2 separate regions of the Mus musculus genome follow, and region 2 is linked to region 1. The links are chromatin contacts, called in public Hi-C maps. All regions are on one chromosome and are shown on one strand. Each heading gives the region's core, a stretch centred on a gene start, on an enhancer-like site or on the middle of the called end of the contact. The rest is flanking DNA. Distances are from core to core; before and after follow the strand shown.

What was found. A called contact is a pair of places that touch in the nucleus more often than the background predicts.
Region 2: a Hi-C map of cortical neurons shows a contact between it and region 1, with 2.8 times the contacts expected there. The contact joins two enhancer-like sites. A contact is called at or near these places in 5 of 484 Hi-C or Micro-C datasets (cerebral cortex, cortical neurons and nephron progenitors) and 5 of 115 datasets of contacts at active chromatin or transcription factors (VIP interneurons, cardiomyocytes, embryonic basal ganglia and 2 more).

What each region holds. Positions count from the first base shown.
Region 1 is chr3:85,014,550-85,017,249 of GRCm38.p6, forward strand. No RefSeq gene overlaps it. Among named protein-coding and RNA genes, the nearest start is that of Gm30944, 7.0 kb to the right of the region's middle. Within about 2 kb of position 1,257, at least 31 of the 459 cell types and tissues checked have an H3K27ac peak or open chromatin away from gene starts, as enhancers often do. A contact at or near this core is called in VIP interneurons, cerebral cortex and cortical neurons, where this site is marked.
Region 2 is chr3:85,552,436-85,555,135 of GRCm38.p6, forward strand. It overlaps Gm3740. Among named protein-coding and RNA genes, the nearest start is that of Gatb, 20 kb to the right of the region's middle. Within about 2 kb of position 1,261, at least 32 of the 459 cell types and tissues checked have an H3K27ac peak or open chromatin away from gene starts, as enhancers often do. A contact at or near this core is called in VIP interneurons, cerebral cortex and cortical neurons, where this site is marked.

The sequences.
Region 1 (2,700 bases), core at 7-2,506:
AGCCACCCGCACCGAAATCCCCCAAGTTGGAAACAGCTTTAAAGGTCTCATTTCTGCAAGGTCTGTTTCTGTAGATCCAGAGCACTGTGCTGTTGAGGTGGTAATGAAGGAAAGAGGGGTGTCCCTAACCTTGAAAGCAGAGAGAATACAGCGTAATCTGTTGACAGGTCGTGGTCGGTTTTTATGTGTCTATTTTCTCTGTTGCCTTGTAAAGTCTACCTTTCTTCAACGCTCCTGGAATCCAGATTTCTTCAGATAATAGTTTGTTCTTGACATTTGTCTCTTGCCAGGCACAGGGAGGGAGGCTTTCCCTGACCCTGCCTGACGATCACCCTGCCTCTGCTCAGAGGCAGGCAGGGTGGCTCCCACCAGCAAGGGGCCAGCTGCTGGTTCTGGCCCAGGTAAGACCTGCTCTACAGCTGCCCTCACCCAGGAGCATCAGGTAACTGTCAGGAAGTTCCTCTTGTCCTTCCAGTGCTAGGAGAGACTCATCTTTTGTGGTCCCTATTCCAAAGTTAGTCCCTTCCTGCTCCTTTTCAGTGGCTGAGTCCCAAAGTGTAGAAGTCTATCCATTATGTTTTTGCTCTAATCTCGATTGCTTGAGAGAGAAAGAGAGAGAGAGAGAGAGAGAGAGAGAGAGAGAGAGAGGAGAGAGATTGTGTGATTTCTAGGCACAAACTTAAGGGTACACAGTGAAGTCCATAGCTTATTTGTGTTTGTGAAGGGATCATGAGTCTATGTTCTCTCTCCTTCCTTCCCTCCTTCCCTCCTTCCCTCCTTTCCTCCCTCCCACTCTTCCTCCTTCGGTCCCTCCCTCCCTCTCTTCCTCTCTCCCTACCTTTACTTTCTTCACAGGATTTTACTAGACAGCCACAAAACTGACCTTGAAATCATAATTCTCCTGCCTCAGCTTTCTGACCATAGAATTACAGAATTATGCCTCCACTAGTGGATCCTTTTAGCTTTTAGAGGTTTTATTTTTGTTGTTGTTTGTTTTGTTTTGTGTTTTTAAAGACAGTCTCACTATGCAGCCCTGGGTGGCCTAGAATGGCTCTACAGAGCAGGGCTGGACTTTAACTCAAAGAGACCCAGCTCTCTCTGTTTCCACAATGCTGGGGCTGAGGGTATGCAGCACCATGCCTGGCCTTTTCGCTAGTTTTACTGTGCACCACCACCAAGCTTTAGAGCAGGTGTTTCTATTACAGCTCATATATAAGGAAACCAAGGCTCAGCCGCCTCCATAGCGACGACAAGCTGTCAGTGGTGAAGTCAGCCAGAACTGCTGGGATTCCAAGGCTGCCGTTCTGCCCTGCCGTAGCACAGGCAGGCCCCCCAAAGCAGCAGCCTGTCAGAAGCAGGGCTCAGAAGCACAACTGTGTTCTCCCACAGAAAGAGACATCTTCCAAACAGGCCACAAGGAAGCTTCCAGTACTGCAAGCGCTTCTTTCCGCCTCTCTCCAAGCAGCATTGGCTGCCAAAGAACGAGGTGTGGTTTGACAATTTCATCCTCATGGAGGTGATTTTGAAGTGGCTTCTGGGAGGAGTTAGGCCCTTTGGGGATGACTGCGCCTACTGCATTGTGGGCAAAGGGTCTTGCTGGCTTCTGGGTAATTCTCTCCTCTGCTCACTGCTTCCTAACTCCCCCTCTCCCTCTACAAATGGCAGATGACAAAAACTCCCGAAGAAACTTCTCATGGCTGCATTTGTCTGTATCAGGGGAAATTAAAATACCCACATTTCCATGCTCTGAGGTTTGATGCCTTATTTGCATATTTTATTGATTTTTCCTCCCTTCTCCTCTCGGTGAGGAAAATGTACCTGTGTGTCAGCACTTACCTGCATTAGCTGTGCCAATGTTTGGCCCTGTTTGGAAGCGCCCCCCCACCCCGCACCCCCACCCGCCGGCCCCCAAGAACCCTGGAGAATGTTGTTTGTTTTGTGACTTCCCCTATAGTCTTTGTTGTTCGTGGTTTCAAATTTTGCCAAGGAAAATCAGTCTTACAGTCATAAGCATTCAGCTATGAAGAGTCCCTCTGCACACTTTAATTTTTTTTCAAGATCTATAACTTCCTTTGCAAACATGGGGGGTGGGGACTAGCCAACAGAAAGGGTGCGGAAGAGAGACTTCTTCCCACTTTCTGGTGCTGTCTACCTGAATTTTTTGAAAGTAGAGCATTTAGAAACAGGGCCCAGGTACAAGCAGAGAAAATACATGCACGTCACTCTCACATGTACATGTGTGTGCACGTTTGTGTTGGTTGGTGTGTACCTGCCTTCATTTACACACTCGGAGGAGAACAAACACCCTCTTTTCAGTACTCTGACTAGAGGAATTCCCTGCTTGGGTAGTTAGCATTTGACTCTTAGAAACAAGGAATAGGAAATCCATTTTAAAAAAAATAATTTAAGCAAGAATAAAAAGAAAATGTTTGAATTATTAGCTCATTTAGTTGGAAAAGCTAAAAGTGGAGAAGTTTCAGGCATGGCTGGAACCAGGTGACATACAGTGTCCCCAGGCTTGACTTCTTCATCTATTAGTGCTGATGGTGACGTCCAGGAAGGCATGTTTTATCTCATTGCCTACAGCGGATCCAGCATTGTAATTTATCAGTTTGGCCAAACCAGTAACCAGTAAAAAGAACATAGTATGGCTCCTATGAGAACAGCTTGGTTCATGTGTTCATCTCTTAACCAATGACT
Region 2 (2,700 bases), core at 11-2,510, 540 kb after region 1:
TAAAGCCTTCCTCCTTTGAGCCAGGCATTTGATCATATTGGTGAGAAAGTTATTATCATACCTTCATTATTTCTGCTCCTACTTTAGCTCATATGTCTACAGAACAAGGCTCATAAACAAAGCTAAGCAGAGAAGCAAAGGGCATTTGCTATTTGCCCCTTTTCAGCCCCACATGGTACAATCACAGAGAACTAGAAGTTATCACCACCATGGAAATTCCTAAAATGTTTTTCCAAGCATACTCACGGAGACCTTTTACCAAGGAGAAATGAGAGCACAAATGCTCCTAGCCCTCTACTCTACTCACATGGCTTCTGCCAGTCAGCTCAGCTCTCAACACTCCTCTCCATCCCAGGCTATCAGTAGAAATACAGAAATCACAGGCATACACAAAAACCTAATATATGGATGCAGAACACATTCACGTGTACTAAATACCAGTCTCTGCCTTTGGATAACACACATGATGCTGAAATCCAAACACAACCTTCCATTATCTCCATGGGAGTTTCTACATGCATCAAGGGGCACATTTGGTTTAGATCAATTAAGTTTGTTTTTCTTTTATTACTTAGGCACATAAAGCAGTCAAAATACATTTATTATATATTCTTTTTAAAAAAATAATTTCCCTGCATATACATATGTTTTACAAATACAACAGGCTTTCCACTGTCAGGACTCAGGCAGTGGCAGCTTTCATTTTTCTCCTTACAGGGAAAGATGGGCTCATACAGGTCATTTCTGGAAGAGGCACTTTCTTACTTAGTGTAGAAAGTGAAAGAAAAGAAAGGGAATAGAAGAATGGAGATTTTTTTTTAACTTCAAACAATCTGAGATTCGTATCTTTAAACTTACAGTCACAGGGCAGAGACTGGCTGGGATACTCCTGTAAACCCATCGGTTAGAGAGGCCACGTCTTGTCACCTCCAGACAATGGCAGGACACACTAATGCAGTTAAGCCATGCTGCTGCTCGAGCGTTGGGGGAGGACTGGGTCATTTCAGGTCAGTCTGGATCCCTCCTTTCCTCTGTAGGGACCTTCTGCACAGAGATGAAACTCGGGGACACAGGACACACTGCTTTGTCCTTACAGGGAAGTGCCACAGACATTTGCCTCAGTAGGCTCCTGAGGGTTTATCACACTTGCTCTCTGGGATCTCCTTATTCAGCTTCTTATTGGAAGCTGTCTGTTGTCTCATTCCTAAACAGGGAGCCCCGTGGGATCACAGGGCACGTCTGTCTCAAGCTCTCCTACAACTCCACAGTGATGCTTATGACTCAGCAAATACGCGTTGAATGGATGAGTGTGTTCATCTATCCAATCCACATATAGCCAGTGGTGAAAATTAGTCCACACCTTTGAGAAGTTCTCAGAAGAGAAATAAACACTAAGCCATCGCAGGGAGAGTGTGGGAGGGAAGAAACCATGCTGAATTAGATAGTACATTTGTATTACATGATGTGTGATACCATATGAAGACAGGCACATTCGCTGTTCTGCTCCCTCCCACGCTGATTAGTAGGTTATTCTTTCAAAAATTAGTCACAGAGTGTGTGGGCACTGCTGCCCTCTCAGTCTCTGGGAACCATGCTAGGATCTAAAGCTGCCAGTCCTGAGGTACAGCAGCTGCGTGCTGATCCTAAGATGGGGTAGAGTTCGGGCTGCTGAGACGCTTAGCAGGTGCCTCTAGATAACTCTGGGTATTGGGTGGGAGTAGGTACCTGGTTTGAAGACAGGGTGACTTCAAAGTTCAATATCTGTTGTACATACTCATTTTTACAGCTAGTGGTAAGGTGATGGTTTCTGAGTCTGTGGTGGTTTGAATGAGAATGCCCTCCCATAGGCTTTTCTCTCCTCCCACCCCCACTGCCAGGTTAGGATGTACACTCACAGCTATTTCTCCAACACATGCCTCTCTGCCTGCCATCACATTCACCATGATGATGAGGGTTTACCTCTCTGAACCTGTAAGCAAGTTCCCAATTAAGTGTATTCTTTTATGAGTTGCCTCGTTCATGCTTTCTCTTCACAGAAATAGAACATTAAGACAGAAGTTAGTACCCAGGACCACCAGCAGAGGGATGGCACCACTCACAATGGGCTGGGCTGGGCACTCCACCATCACTAAGACAATGCTCTAAAGGTTGCCTACAGCCCAATCTTATAGATGCATTTTCTTAGCTTAGGTTCCTCCCTCTCTGATGACTTTTACTTGTGATAGGTTGACATAAAACTAGCTACCAAAGCACAGAATGTCTTCAAATGCCCCGTTACTCCTGGCTTAAAGATCTATTGTTAGCAGCATATAGGTGATTCCATTGGCCTGACCTCAGGAACCTAGCTTAAGCACCATGACCTGAGGCCACTGCCAGGTGTGACAGGTGTGTGCTGCCACTCTATCTCTCTGTGTGTCCTTGGTGTTCCCTCTCTTGTTCTTAGGGTGTGCCCCTCTCTCTGTCCCCTTTCTCTGTCCTCATGGCTCTGTTCCCGTCTATCTGCCTGTCTATATTCTCACTTGCCTGCCTCTATCCCTTCCCCAGGTCCTCTCCCCTCCCCCTCCTCCTATAGACCTCTTTTACACCAGGTCTGTTGCTCAGGGGCACATCTCAGCATGGGCCACCAAAGGTTCCCCCTTCATAACACCTATGGTCTTGGGACTGGAGGTCTTTTAGCTAATGAGCCACCTGTTATCAGGA